Linked DNA regions of Mus musculus: regions 2, 3 and 4 are each linked to region 1. The links are chromatin contacts, called in public ChIA-PET and HiChIP or PLAC-seq maps. All regions are on one chromosome and are shown on one strand. Each heading gives the region's core, a stretch centred on a gene start, on an enhancer-like site or on the middle of the called end of the contact. The rest is flanking DNA. Distances are from core to core; before and after follow the strand shown.

Region 1 (3,365 bases), core at 184-2,683:
GTGACTCAGGGCATTTGTTGCTCTTCCAAAGGACCCAGGTTCAAATCCCAGCACCAGTGTGATAGAACACAAACATCCATAATGCTGGTTACAGGGTATCCAATGCCTTCTAACTTCTGAGAGCGAACAGGCACATACTTGGTACACAGACATAGATGTGAGCAAAACACTCATACACATAAAAAAAAAAACTTAAAAAAAAACTAAAAAAAAAAGCAATAACAATTTTTGTTCATTTGTTTTGGTTTTGTTTTCTAAAAACCAAACCAGGGTTTCAGGATGCTCTTAAAACCCTAATCATCTTCCTCTACTGTCCAAGTGCTAGGATTATATCACGACACACCCAGCTAGCATGCTTATTTAAAACATAAAACCTTAGGTCCAGTCCCTAGCGTTCCTGCAGAAGTCTCTGCAACGCTTTACAACAATTTTAATGATAATTACTATGCACAGCATGGCTGCTTAATCAAATATTAGAGCAAAAATTTTTGTAGCAATACAGGGGGAAATGGCAAGAAATGCCAAAAGCCTGGCATAGTGGTGCAGGCCTTTAATCCAAGAAGACAGGAGGCAGAGGCAGGCAAATCCCTGAGTGTGAGGCCAGCCTGGGCTACATAACAAGTTACAGAAAGACCTATCTCAAAAAAAAAAAAAATTCAAGTAAAGAGGGTTTCCCCTTGTCACTGTTGCTTTATTTCCTTTGCTCTTATTGTTTGTTGGAGGGGAGAGGGGAGGAGGAGGGAGTGTGAGAGTCTCACTAAGTAGCCCAGGCTATCAAACTCAATAGACCCACAGCCCCACGCTCCACCCTCCACCCTGTGCCTCTGCCCCTTAAACGCTGGGATGAAAGACCCGAGCCACTATGTCTGGCCTTTGGTCTGATTGGTTGTTTTTGTTTTTGTTTTTTCTTTTTTTTTAGACAGGTTCTCACTGTGTAGCTCTGGCTGTCCTGGAACTCACTAAAAAAAATAGACTAGGCTTGAACTCTCAGCGATCTTCCTGCCTCTGCCTCCTGAGTGCTGGGACTAAAGGTATGCACCAACACACGCGAATTTTGGTTTAGGTTTTCAGGCTGGCCTGAAAGTCACATTTATCCTGCTGCTTCTGCCTCCTGAGGGCTAGGATTAAAGCCATAAACCATGTAAAAGGGGCTTTATTTACTTATTTACTTAAGGACAATTTGTCCGGATTATCTACTGTCCTGGTTTCAGCACTGAAAGTCCTCTGTTCCTGGAAACCCACAAACCCTGGGAAATCTGGTCAGTTTTATGACACCTAGAAACACAGTAGGCTTCTCCCAGCTCCTCCTGGTTTGGACTAATCCCTTCCGAAGCTTGTAACACCCGGGCGACCACTGGGGGCGCTGTGGTGCGCAGGCGCGGAAGGCCGGGCAGCCGGCGTCTGGTGTCTCCGCTCCTTCCGCTTTCCCAGCAGGCCCTGCGCGGCGCCTGCGTGCTCTGTGACCTTTCCCATTCTGTAGCAGAATTTGGTGTTGCCTGTGGTCTTGGTCCCGCGGAGGTAAGAGCGGAACCTGGGCTTTTTGCTGTGTTCCCAACCCGGGGGACTAAGGAGGGTCCGGGACCGGGTGCGGTGGGGCCCAGGTAGATCGCGGGCGAAGGACTCTGCGATACACGCTGACCTTGGGTCAGCCCCTGCGCCGCCTACTACAGGGAGGGTCCACCGGGTTCCCCGCGACTGTGACGGAGAGAGTGCCCGGCTGAGTCATCCAGACTGCGGGGGTGTCCGGGGTCAGTCCTCCAGATCCCCAAGAGTCCCCCAAGAGTGTCCGGGACTCCATCACGCCGAGGGCAGGGATGTGCACGGCGTTCAGTCCTCCACACTGCGAAGGTGTTTCTGGAGTTAGTCTTCCTGATTGTATGAGGGGAGGGGTGGTTGTCAGTCCCTTGGACAGATAAGACTTTGCTCAGACATCAATTTCTATGCGAAAGAGGGATTACTCCTCAAGACTTGGAGGGCCAGGGGCCCTAGTATCATCCTCACAGAAGTTGTCCAGGAGCTAGATTCTAGTGGAGGTCCACTCAGCATGGACTGTGTCCTTGTGCTGACACTTGGATGAACCTGTGTAACTATAGGCTCTGGCAAAGGGGCATGCCACCATCAACTGTGAGCATCTTGTTACCTACTCAAGTTACTCAGGGAGGGATGCAGCTAAAAATCCGTGCCAAGAAACATCACTTCAAAGCCAGTGCCTTCTTTCCATTATTCCACAGGTTTCTTCCAAGTTAGGTTTTGGCAAGGCCGATGTTTGAAAATGTATGAAACCACATTATAAACCTCAGACATGTTCCCCTCTTTACAGTGTGCTGCCAGGTAATAGCTTGCTGTTACTGTCACTTTCACAAACTCTGCAGGCATAGGCAGTCTCAGTAGACAGCCATTTGACCTTCGAGTAGGATGATCTTTTATTGAATCTGGTATTGTAAAACTAACAACTGGGAAATATGGTTAGCCAGAGAAACTTAGGTGGGAAGAGTAGAGGCCACACTGAGTACAGGGAACATGTCACTTGTGTAGTCAAATACAACCAAACTGACCAAAATGGAAGTCCAGGAGCAAGAGACAAAGGGGTGGGGGTGGGGTGTAAATGTACTGGATAGCAGGCCTTCACTGTGTCGGGACTCATGGCAGTTTAGAATAAGGACACAGTGCCAGGATGCCTCGATGCTGAGGAGAACACCAAGACCACTGAAGTCCCTCCACATCCTCTGTTTACCTTTTCCTTCCAGACCCTCCTGTGACACCACATTCTTTTTCAGGGTGTGGGAGGTCAAGACAAGTTTTCTCTGTGCCCTGACCATCCTGGAACTCCGTTTGTAGATAAACCAGGCTGGCCTTGAATTGAGAAAGATCCCCCTGCCTCTACCTTCCAAATGCTAGGATTAAAGTCAATCGCTGATATCATACCAGTCTTGATACAGCTCAACACTTCTGCACAGCCTATGAGATGAAACCTCTTTAAGTACTTTCTTAGAATCCCAGTGGCCTGGGACTTGCTGCTTTCTATTGGGTTTTTGTAGCAATTCCTTGCTATTGATTTGATCATTTCCTGAGTGCTCACTGTGCACCACGTGCCATTCTGGATCCATTCATTGTTGTTTGGGGACGGGGTGGGGGATATCTTTGTTTTTGTCTTTTGAGACAGGTTCTTGCTGTGTAGCCCTGGCTATCTATGTAGCCCTGGCTATCATGTAGACCAGGCTGGCTTTGAACTTACAGAGTGCTGGTTGGCTGGGATTAAAGGCTTGTGCTGCCACCTCCCAGCTAGGGTCCTTTATTTTTTAAGAGTCTGTCGAGCAAGTAGGAGGTCCATGATTGATGAAGAGATCTGACAAAGGAGGTTTAGA
Region 2 (3,075 bases), core at 455-2,954, 410 kb after region 1:
TTCCCAAAGGTCCTGAGTTCAAATCCCAGCAACCACATGGTGGCTAACAACCATTTGTAACAAAATCTGATGCTCTCTTCTGGAGTGTCTGAAGATAGCTACAGTGTACTTTAACATAATAAATATTTTAAAAAATTAAAAAAGGAAAGAAAGTTGGCAGTGATTATGGTAGACATCATTGCTGACCCCTGGCCTCTGTGCTCACATGTGCACACACACACACACCACAGAGAGAGAGAGAGAGAGAGAGAGAGAGAGAGAGAGAGAGAGAGAGAGAACACATATATACATATATACACACAGAAAGATCCATGTACACAACACACAGAGAGACATACACCACACACAAACATACAGAGAGAAACATACTACAGACACACATGTATGTATACCATACAGGGAAAAACACTCATACAGTCATATACATACCACACACACACACAAACAGGGCTGACAGATCTTCACCTTTTGACTCAATCTATAAAACTCAGAACGCTTTATTGTAATTGTAGATGGATTAGAATTACTTCAGTGTTGACAATGTAAAAGGAGCCATAAAGATGACTTAAGCTGGGAGCCGGAAAGCCAAGTTAGAGAAATAAACAGACTCATCTTCCCTCCGGGCAGTCAAGGGTGTTCTTATGGACAGAAGCCTAATTAATGAAACTGCAAACACTATGTTTAAGCTTGTGAAAGTAACCAATAGATGGGCTGAGGATAATGACCACGTTGAGAGAAAAGTGTGGGGTTTGGAGTTAGCTCCTCATGTGTCCTTGTGAGACATGAGTGAACAATGTTCCCTAGTGATGGCATCGTGTGTCAGGGATGGTGGACCACATGATACCAGGATGCACTACTTAAAGGGGTTCACATCAGCACACCACATGCAAGTCTCCCATCTTTTTAAAGATAGATTTATTTACGCCAAAAAAAAGGATAGATCTATTTATTTATTATACATAAGTACACTGTAGCTGTCTTTTTAAAAAAGATTTATTTATTGTTATTCATAAGTACACTGTAGCTGTCTTCAGACACTCCAGAAGAGGGCATCAGATCTCATTACGGGTGGTTGTGAGCCACCATGTGGTTGCTGGGATTTGAACTCAAGACCTTCAGAAGAGCAGTCAGTGCTCTTAACCGCTGAGCCATCTCTCCAGCCTGTCTCCTATGATCTTAATGAAGCTGGATTCCCCCCCCACACACACACACACACCAGTCAGGGCTCTCTGTGTATCTTTGGGTGTCCTGGAATTCACTCTGTAGACCAGGCTGGCCTCAAACTCAGAGACTCTCCTGCCTCGCCTCTCTGTCTTCCAGGTGCTGGAATTCCTGGTGTGTGCTACCACTCCTGGTTTTAAAGAATTTGTTTTTGTTTTGTTTTGTTTTTGAAACAGGGTCTTTCTACATAGCCTTGGCTGTCCTGGACTTTGCTATGTAAACCAGCTTGGCCTCTAACTCACTGAGATCTGTCTGCCTCTGCCCCCAAGTGCTGCTATTAAAGGTGTGTGCTACCACGCCCAGCTAAGGAATTTTCTAAGATTTATATTTATTTGAATTACATGTAGATGTGTGTATGGGTGTGTGTGTGCATGTGAGTATGAGTGTGTGTGAAGGACCAGCAGTCGGCAGATGCACAGTCAGGGTGGGCCTTCCTGCCACAATTAAAACTTCCCTAGAAATGCTCGCACAGACATGTTCAGAGATGTGTCTCCTATGTGCTTCTAAATCTGGTTGACAGAGACTAACCATCACAGAAGGACACTCATAACTGTGTAATGCCTTTACAATACCACTTCCTGACAGACGGTGATGGCTCATACCTTTAATCCCAGCACTCAGTAGGCAGAGGCAGGGGATCTCTGTGAATCTGAGGCCTGCCTGGTCTACAGAATGAGTTCCAAGATAGCCAGGGCTACACAGAGAGAAACCTCGTCTTGAAAAACCAAACAAGTAAGTTATCACTTTCCTTTCCATTCACACACTGGCATTATAAATAAAGCCAGATTTTCTTAATATTCTTCAGTTCCCAAACAAAATAAAAATTAAAAATAAAACAAATGAAACACAGAGCAGGGAAGAGATCCTTCTGTACTGTTAAACCAAATTAACGAGCTGAAAACTGCTTTTTATTATTATTATTAATTTTTGAACTTTTTTAAAGATAGAATCTCATTACATATCCCTGGCTGGCCTGGAACTTGTGGAGCAAGTGGACCGTGCCACCAGACAGAAGAACTGGTAAGTTGAGCAGGCTCAGATTCCAGGGAATCTCAGAATTGAGAATGGCAGGAGTGGAGCCAGATCCCTGCCAAACTACCTGATCTGGAACATGTAACCAAGACAATCCAGTGAGAGGCCGGTGGCAATCAGTCGCCATAGTATAAAAACCTGGAGTTCTCCATGCTAATGAGGTAGCCAATAGGTCCAGTGTTCAGCCAATGAGCTTCCCGTCCTGGGCATCCCTTCCCACAAAATGTATGTAATCCCTGGTTCACCCTCAGGAAGGTGTATGCATTCACATCCGCCATCAAATAAAAGTTTGGACCACAAGGTCCGTCTCTTCTTCATGGATCACTTCCCGCAAATCTCCTAGAGGAGGCCTTTTCTCTTCCTGCCCCAAGTACTCTTGGCACTCACTCAAAAACCAGGTTCTGCCCCCCCCAACCCCCCACCCCCGTCCCGTCCTGTCCTGTCCCGTCCCAGGCTCAGCCATTCCCTTCCTGCTTGGCTTGTATTTGCCCTAAGGGGAAGTTTAAACCTTGATCCTCCCACTTTCCCTCCTTCCCAACTGGAAACACTGAATGAGGATCCCCATCATGGACTGTGTTCTGCCTCTCCTGAGCAGCTTGTCAGTACTGCTTGGGCACCCCAGCAGAAGACAGACAGGAACTCTCTATGTAGACCAGGTTGGCCCTGAACTCAGAGATCTGCCTGCCTCTACCTTCTAGTGTTAGAACTAAAATGTATGTGACCATGCCTCACTTAGCTTTTAAATTTCTGTGGGTTTTGTTTGTTTGAGACAGTCTTACTAAGTAACTCTGGCTGTCCTGGAACTCATTATGTGTAGACCAC
Region 3 (3,350 bases), core at 823-3,322, 280 kb after region 1:
CCCAGGCTTCCTCTCTGTTAAGTTCACCAAGTGGGGGAGGGGCAGATAGCACCCCATCCCCTAGGCTGCTCCTGATCAAGTAACAGCACCTGCTGGTGTAGGCTCCACCCAGAGGCCAGGCTAGGCCAGAGGCCTGGTCAGGGCACTCGTGCAGCTATCTGTCCATCAGTACAAACAGGAAAACTCCAGGGGTACTTAGGGGGCGAGCCTGAGGTTATTGGGGCAACTTGTCTCCTGGCCAGAGTGGGCTCTTGGGCAGTGACCCAGAAACCAGAGCTCCGGCCCTGGAGCACTGACGCATACCTGTGGTGTGCGCATGTCTGAGTGGCAGGAGAGTCGGGCCTTTGGGGTTTCCTTGTGCAGTTCTCAAGGATCCCTAGGAGCACAATCGGGGAACTCCTGCGTTTACCCGTTTACCCGGAAGAGGACTCAGAGTTATATATGGGCCCAGCAGCCTAAAGCTGAGAGGAACTGCCATTTTCAACATCACTGCTTCTACACTGTCCACAGGCAAAACCTTCTCTGGGGCTTCACAGAAGACCCGGGCTAGGGGCCAGCTCAGGATGGCCACAACAACAGGGACAAGGAAGTAGCAAGAGCTGTTCACATATATCAGGGAAGGGGTGTCCCCCAGAATACACTTCAATGGATAGAGCCCGCCAGGCGCTACGGTACATGCATTGGGTGCCCATTACACCCCAGCCCCAGATGGAACATGCAGGCACTTTCTAAAGAGACAGGATGAGGGGGCGGGGGACTTTGAGACCTGATATCCCAGGGCAGAGCCTGGTAGCTCTGAGGGTGTGTGTTTTGTGGGCTGGGGCCTTGCAGGGTCTTGGTGGAGCTTCCATGGTAAAGGTCTGGTGACCAGACCTAGAAACTCAGAAACTGCCATAGGCAGGGATGACAGCCAGACAGCCACAGGATGAGGTGAGGCACAGACCATAACAGCGCCCTACACCTTTGTCTCAGGCAGGAGCCAGCAGGAGCCAGGAGTATTGGGGCTGCCTTGGTCTGGGCTTCTGGGCTCAGTCAGGTAGGGCTGTTGCTGAAATTCCTTCCCGAGGAGAGACTCAACATCGTCCCCTTCTCTTTCGGTCCTAATGACAGACAAATCACGCCACGACTCTGCCAAAGTTCACTCTAGGGAACCACGAAGTTTATCGGCTTCCTTACAGAACACGGGTGAGGGCCCCTTACAGGGATGTGAGCGCTCCTCTCCCAACAGGGTGTAACTGGAAAGCCTTTCCCAGCAGGAGCAAGGAGGCCCTCTCCCGCGTCCCTGATCTATATACTAAAGCCGCTCCTGAGGCCAATTAAGGCAGATGGCTACTCAGATAAGGGGCTCCTGATTCTCGCTGCCCTTCCAGGAGTAACAGTCAACAATCCCAGCTGGGGCAGTCATTTTGCAGGGTGCAGGGTGTGGCGGTTGCTTGTTTCTAAGGATAACCATGCACAGCCTGGCGTAGTGGCGTACGCCTTTAATCCCAGCACTCGGGAGGCAGAGGCAGGCAGATTTCTGAGTTTAAGGCCAGCCTGGTCTACAAAGTGAGTTCCAAGACAGCCAGATCTATACAGAGAAAACCTGTCTCAAAAAAACCCAAAACCAAACCAAACCAAAACAAAAAAAGGATAACCATGCACAACAGGGAGCCCCTGTGGAAGGCCTGATGGAGGCATGGGCCCACACACAGGTCAGATCCTGGACTCAGGGTGTCCTCCATGCTCCCCTCTCTGAGGGTGCAGACGCAGGAGTGCACGAGAAAGTCCAGAGTGGCTAGACACAAAGGCAGAAGTCGAGGTAGTGGGTAGGGCAAGTTGGTCACCCCCAGACAGGCTGCAAGAGTCCTGGTGAGGGGCTGGCCAGTGGCCACATTTAGCATTGAAGGGCCCACAGCCAGTTGCCTGATTTCCTGCAGAATCCATAGCAGAAGCAGGAAGGCAGGGACAAGGAGACACTGGTGCTCCATCTCCCTCCCCAAATGTCCGTCCCCTTCCTTGTTGCCTAGTGCCCTGAATGTCCACTGCTCCTGTAACTTAGCAACGAGCCTCTGTCGCCCCCACTGTCTCCACCCCACAGCTGGCCCTACCACCCACAATGGGTGCCTGCATTCCTCAGCAAGGCCAGGACCTCAGCAGGCCCAGGCTTTCTGAAGAAGCCAGATTGGGGGAGGATGCTTATTTACCCCGTGTGTGTGTGTGTGTGTGTGTGTGTGTGTGTGTGTGTGTGTGTGTGTGTGTGTGTGCTGTAGCTCAGAGTGGCCAGTGATCAGTGTGACAAGAGGCTGACCCAGCAGGCTGCCAGGCCCTTGCTTCCCACCAGGGGTTGGCTCCTTGCACAGTACTACTTCCTGTGGTAACTGCACACAGTCTTCAGAAATCTCACCACATTCCTGCTTCCCCGTGACCCCATTGACACCCTCACTCTGGGCAAACACAACACTGAAACAGGATGTGGCTGCATAGATGCCTTAAAGTGGGGTTGAGAGAGACTGCCAAGTGCCAAATTAGTCTGACAGGTACACGGGCTGGTCAGGATGCTCAGAGAAAGGCAGGGGATGGGAGAGTTCCCCAGTGCACAAATCAGAATGCAGAAAGTGGGCTTCTGGCAGGGCACAGCTCTTGCCTGCATTCAGTGCTCAGAGGCAGAGAAGACTGTAGGTTCCAGCCAGTCTAGTCTCCATAGGGAGCCCCCCCACATAAACACATTCTTTCAGGAGGGACAGACCAGACCTGAAGTTGGCAGATGGGCCACAGAGGTTCTAAGAGGGACCAGAGCCTCCAGCATTGACCAGAGAGGCCAATGTGGGTGAAGGGTAGCTCCAGGTCCCTTCTGCAGGCTCTACTCTGCAAGGCTAGGATGCTTTGATGTTTGATCCTGACTTACTTGGAGGAGAGGAAGATGGATGAACATGGTGACCTGTGCTGGGGACAGGGCCACCCCAAGCTTTGCTGTGGTCCCAGTGATGAAGGACTGGAGATCCTGGAGTTCACCAACTAGAGGGACTCCTGATGAGAGTGAGGCTTGGAGCAGGGATTGCTGGGAGTGATTACCACACAGGAGCCACAGGGGAGGGAAGCGCCTAAGGAGCTGCTCTTGCCTTCCCAGACCTGCCCAGCATCAGGTCAGGGCCTGGCTTGCTATGTCTCTACCAACCCCCATGTCACCCTGCACCCAGGTTATTCTGAGGCAACCCTCAGCCACTATATCCTCCCACAAACACCATAAGCACCCTGAGAAAGTTGGCTTTCAACACTCAGGAATCAATCTACTTCAGGTTGGGCAGCGGCGGTGGCAGCTGTGGCGCACACCTTTAATCCCAGCGATTAGGAGGCAGAGGCAAAACAAA
Region 4 (3,573 bases), core at 597-3,096, 390 kb after region 1:
CCTCTGCTGTGGGGAAACTGAGGCAGAGGCTCCCTTAGACAGCCCAAGCAACACAGCAAGAACTGTGGAACAAAGAAGTGAGGAAGAGAAAAAAAAGAGAAAGAAGGGGAGAAGGGTGAGGAAGGAAGAGGAGGGAAAAGGTCTAGTCTAAGCTCTCCCAGTTAGGAAATCTTCTATCTATCTCAGGGGGAAGAACATATACAACTGTATAGTAACACACCACAGAGATGACTTAGACCAAATAGATTAAATTACCTAATAGCTATCAAGCACAAGTGTCATTTTGAAGATTAAAATGAAGGCATTTGATACCACTAGGTCACCATGTCTAAGGATGGTTTTCAAAGCATGAAAACACCCGAAGCATGAAAGCTTTTCCAAAGAGACTGCATTTTCTTGCCAGCAGTTACCTCATAGCTCCGCATAATGAAAGGCCAGTGAAGTTTCTTTACAAGTTATTTACTAAATGCTTTACAGAGGACAAAGCTAGGCTGGAACACTTTGGAATCCGATGCGGAAGAAGAGTTCAAAAAACACTTGGGCAGGTCAAACATTTCTTCAGTAGAACTTCTACTACACGTTTGTCACTCCCTAGCAATGCTGCTCCAGGCTGTGGTTTGGTTTGGTTCTGCAGGTCCTTTCCAACAAAATCCTTTTACATAGATTTGCTGGGTGTGCACACTGGACCGGGCCTGAGAGCTACTCCAAGCCAACCTTTTGCAGCGGAAGGAAAAGGCAACCCAGTGGGTGTCCCTCGGCCGGGCAGCAGAACAGAGCAGAGCTTCACATCTGCTTCTCAAAACACTCAGCCCGCTGCTTCCGAACAGATTTAGCTTTGCCAAGGACGGGAAGCTACTCCTTGATAAAGGCAGCGGCTCTGGAGCAGAGAACTACTCTTGTGAGTGCGGGAACTACGGGGGCCCACAAGGATCTCTCCACGGGGCACTTAGTTTTGGCAGTTGTCATTAAACTTAGTCCCCTTTTAAAGGGCGCTCCGCTCGACCCGATTGGATCCTATTAATCTGCACCTAGGTCTGACTGGCAGGCTCAGACCCTGCCCGACGTTAAGAGGAGAGTTGTGTTCAACCGCGCACTGGCCGCAGCAGCGCACGGACGGGTAATGCTCAGCCGACCGTAAGGACAGCGCGCAGGCCGCACGCGCGCCGCAGGACAGGGCTGCGCCTTGACCCCTGCCTGGAGCATCTGGGCTGGATCCCCCTGCTACCACCCTGAGGGTCTGCCACCCTGCAGCGCAGTCCACTCACGTTTTCAGTGTCTCGTTCATTCACCGTTGGCAAAGGGGTCCTAGTGGACATCTTATTGCGCTTTGATTCCGCACAACGCCAAGGCGAAAACAAAACCGCCCAGCTTTGGGCGGCCGGCGAGCAGCGGCCGCGAGCCTCCGGGCCCTGCCCTCCCTGGCCGGAGTCTAGATCTCCGGCCTGGCCCGGGCCGTGCGCCCGCGGGCCCCGGGGCTCATTCTCCCCCAGCGCCGGCGGCCGCACTGGAAGCGGGCCGGCTGGCCGCCGCCGCAAGCCTCAGGGCACCTCACGGGCCTCGCGGGCCCCGCGCCTCCTCGCCGCTCGCAGCCGCAGCGCCGCGGAGCTCAGCCCCGGGGGCTCGACACGGCGCGGCCGGCAGCCCCTGAAGAGGCAGCAGCGCAGGAGGATGGAGCGGAGATGGAGCGCAAGACAGGCCGCCGCGGCCTGCAGGCGCCGACCATGGAGGGAGCCGCGGAGGAGGCGCCCACGCCCGGCTGCTTTCCCTTCTCCGGCTCGCTTTCCGCCCGGCCTCGCCCTGCCGGCTGCCACCGCCGCTCCCGGCACCTCAGGAGCCTTACAGACTCAAGATGGCCGCGCCTCGGCTTCCTCCGCTGCCTCCGGCTGCCGGAAGTGACGCTACGGCCGCCTGGAGTTCCGCCAATCAGCGCGGTCGGAGCTAGCTGCCGGCTGCTGTTGCTAGGGGCGACTCGTCCTGTTGGGTCTGAGGGGGTGGTGCCGTCGGAAAGGTCTTGCTTGGTCTCCTCTCTAGCGGGCGGAGAGTTCCAATGGTCCAGATTGCCTGGGCATCCCTGACCCCTCCGGACCACTTCCCTAGAGGGCATCCTGTGCCCGACTGCTGGGCTGGCATTTGCAGAGTACAGATCTAGGCTGTCTGGATTATACTACACATGAAGAGCCTACTGTTTGCAAAAATTGACTTTTCTTTCCCGCGGCCACGCTGCAAAGGATGGAGCTCCAGCAGCGAAGCAGCAGTCACTGGTCTAGCTGAAGAGGAAGGAGCCAGGCTCCTGCTTCGTAACCGAGGCATCTAGCATCCAGCCAAAGAACTTTTTTGCCTCTGACTAAGGAGCCACTGGTTATCGGAGCCGGCTCAATTGAATACCCATTCGGATGAAAGAGTGAAGTATAAAATAACAAGGTAGCACAAAAAGCTGGGAAGAGGGACTCGATGAGATCACGTAGACGCCCCCAGGATCAGATCCTAAATGCCGGTAGGGGCTTATATAATCAATATTTCTCTGTCTCTTCCTCTCCCTTTCGTTCTCTCACTCCCTCTATCCCTCACTTTTCCCCTCTGTCCCTTTCTCCTTCCTCCTCTCTCGCCTCTCCCTCTCTTACTTCAGTCTTCTGAAGAGCGATATTGCTACAGGCTTGGACCAGGGAGTGACCTGCAGGTGGAACTCTGAATATGCTGCCTCTTCTAGAAGGCCTGCTCAGCGTGTCACCTCTTTATGTCTTCTAAGGAGAGAATCCATTGGTAGAGGAGGGAGGGCTATGTGAGCCGGGGTAAGACAAACTGTTACTAATAGTCCACCTTGTGCCGGTTATTCATTAAGCCTCAGTGTAGCCGCATAAGATGCTCAGGCACAGCACGTGACCTAAAGTCTGGGTAAGTTGGTTACTTTACCCAGGCCATCGGTGGTGTTGGTTATAGAAGGATCTGAACCCCATTCCTACAGCTTTAGAAATGGCTAAACTTGTGAGTGACTAAACTTTGCTTTCTTTCCTTCTTATGTTTTGTTTGCTTGCTTTGGTTCTGCCCCCCCAACACCCCGATATCCTGGTGTATCCTGCTTTGTGAAACAACAGATCTTCAAACACCAGCATCACATCCAGAGAGGCCAGAGGGTCCCAAGACAAAACAAGCCGGGGCCAAGACGCACTCAGAGCTCCTATCTCACCCTCTTAGGGGTGTGCTCGGGGCACCAGATGGGTTATTAAATGTTATTCTCTTTCTCCCTTTTTGGTTAAGCAGAGGACTGCAGAGGAAAGCCTCTGAATCAAATGTTTGCTCCACACAGTTCAACTGAAATGTAGGTTGTGATGAGTGGACACGTGCTCCACAGCTAAGAGACCAACCGAGGGCATCCTATCCCACTCGTGGGTCTAAGGGGAGACTTACAGAAGGCATACTTACTCTGAAGATGGAATGATAGCTGAAGAGACAGAGTGATGCCTAGGGCCTGTCAGACACCCAGTTTAGCCTAATACAGAAAAGCACGGAGGTGAGAAACAACAGGGTGAATCCAAGGAAATTCAACAGGAGCATGTGAGAGGCAGGAGCCAGGGA

Evidence for each region. ChIA-PET counts read pairs in DNA pulled down with a chosen protein or histone mark. HiChIP or PLAC-seq counts read pairs in DNA pulled down with a chosen protein or histone mark.
Region 2: a FOXA1 HiChIP or PLAC-seq map of pancreatic cancer cells shows a contact between it and region 1. The contact joins the enhancer-like site here to the promoter of Atp5mpl in region 1. A contact is called at or near these places in 2 of 39 promoter capture datasets (the C10 cell line and liver), 1 of 484 Hi-C or Micro-C datasets (regulatory T cells), 2 of 115 datasets of contacts at active chromatin or transcription factors (microglia and pancreatic cancer cells) and 1 of 9 other capture datasets (liver).
Region 3: a contact with region 1 is called in an RNA polymerase II ChIA-PET map of memory CD8 T cells, with 37 read pairs. The contact joins the enhancer-like site here to the promoter of Atp5mpl in region 1. A contact is called at or near these places in 8 of 39 promoter capture datasets (the 3T3-L1 cell line, embryonic stem cells, frontonasal cranial neural crest and 4 more), 1 of 484 Hi-C or Micro-C datasets (CD8 T cells), 4 of 115 datasets of contacts at active chromatin or transcription factors (acute myeloid leukemia, craniofacial prominence, memory CD8 T cells and 1 more) and 2 of 9 other capture datasets (adipose tissue and liver).
Region 4: an H3K4me3 HiChIP or PLAC-seq map of embryonic stem cells shows a contact between it and region 1, with 11 read pairs. The contact joins the promoter of Mark3 here to the promoter of Atp5mpl in region 1. A contact is called at or near these places in 3 of 39 promoter capture datasets (the C10 cell line, cranial neural crest and liver), 4 of 484 Hi-C or Micro-C datasets (CD4 T cells, CD8 T cells, hematopoietic stem and progenitor cells and 1 more), 4 of 115 datasets of contacts at active chromatin or transcription factors (effector CD8 T cells, embryonic stem cells, microglia and 1 more) and 3 of 9 other capture datasets (adipose tissue, liver and pancreatic islet).

Annotation. Positions count from the first base shown.
Region 1 is chr12:111,965,077-111,968,441 of GRCm38.p6, reverse strand. Atp5mpl (ATP synthase membrane subunit 6.8PL) reads left to right here and starts at 1,433. Exons shown (of 4, transcript NM_027360.3): 1 at 1,433-1,518.
Region 2 is chr12:111,551,965-111,555,039 of GRCm38.p6, reverse strand. No RefSeq gene overlaps it. Among named protein-coding and RNA genes, the nearest start is that of Snora28, 13 kb to the right of the region's middle. Within about 2 kb of position 1,704, at least 21 of the 459 cell types and tissues checked have an H3K27ac peak or open chromatin away from gene starts, as enhancers often do. A contact at or near this core is called in pancreatic cancer cells, where this site is marked.
Region 3 is chr12:111,690,478-111,693,827 of GRCm38.p6, reverse strand. No RefSeq gene overlaps it. Among named protein-coding and RNA genes, the nearest start is that of Gm51961, 2.6 kb to the left of the region's middle. RefSeq lists an enhancer at 1-1,857. Within about 2 kb of position 2,072, at least 131 of the 459 cell types and tissues checked have an H3K27ac peak or open chromatin away from gene starts, as enhancers often do. A contact at or near this core is called in CD8 T cells, liver, memory CD8 T cells and 1 more, where this site is marked.
Region 4 is chr12:111,572,794-111,576,366 of GRCm38.p6, reverse strand. It overlaps Mark3 (MAP/microtubule affinity regulating kinase 3), which reads right to left and starts at 1,846. Exons shown (of 18, transcript NM_001370744.1): 1 at 1,266-1,846. The coding sequence starts at 1,316. 2810029C07Rik (RIKEN cDNA 2810029C07 gene) reads left to right here and starts at 1,965. Exons shown (of 2, transcript NR_045295.1): 1 at 1,965-2,494; 2 at 2,627-3,573.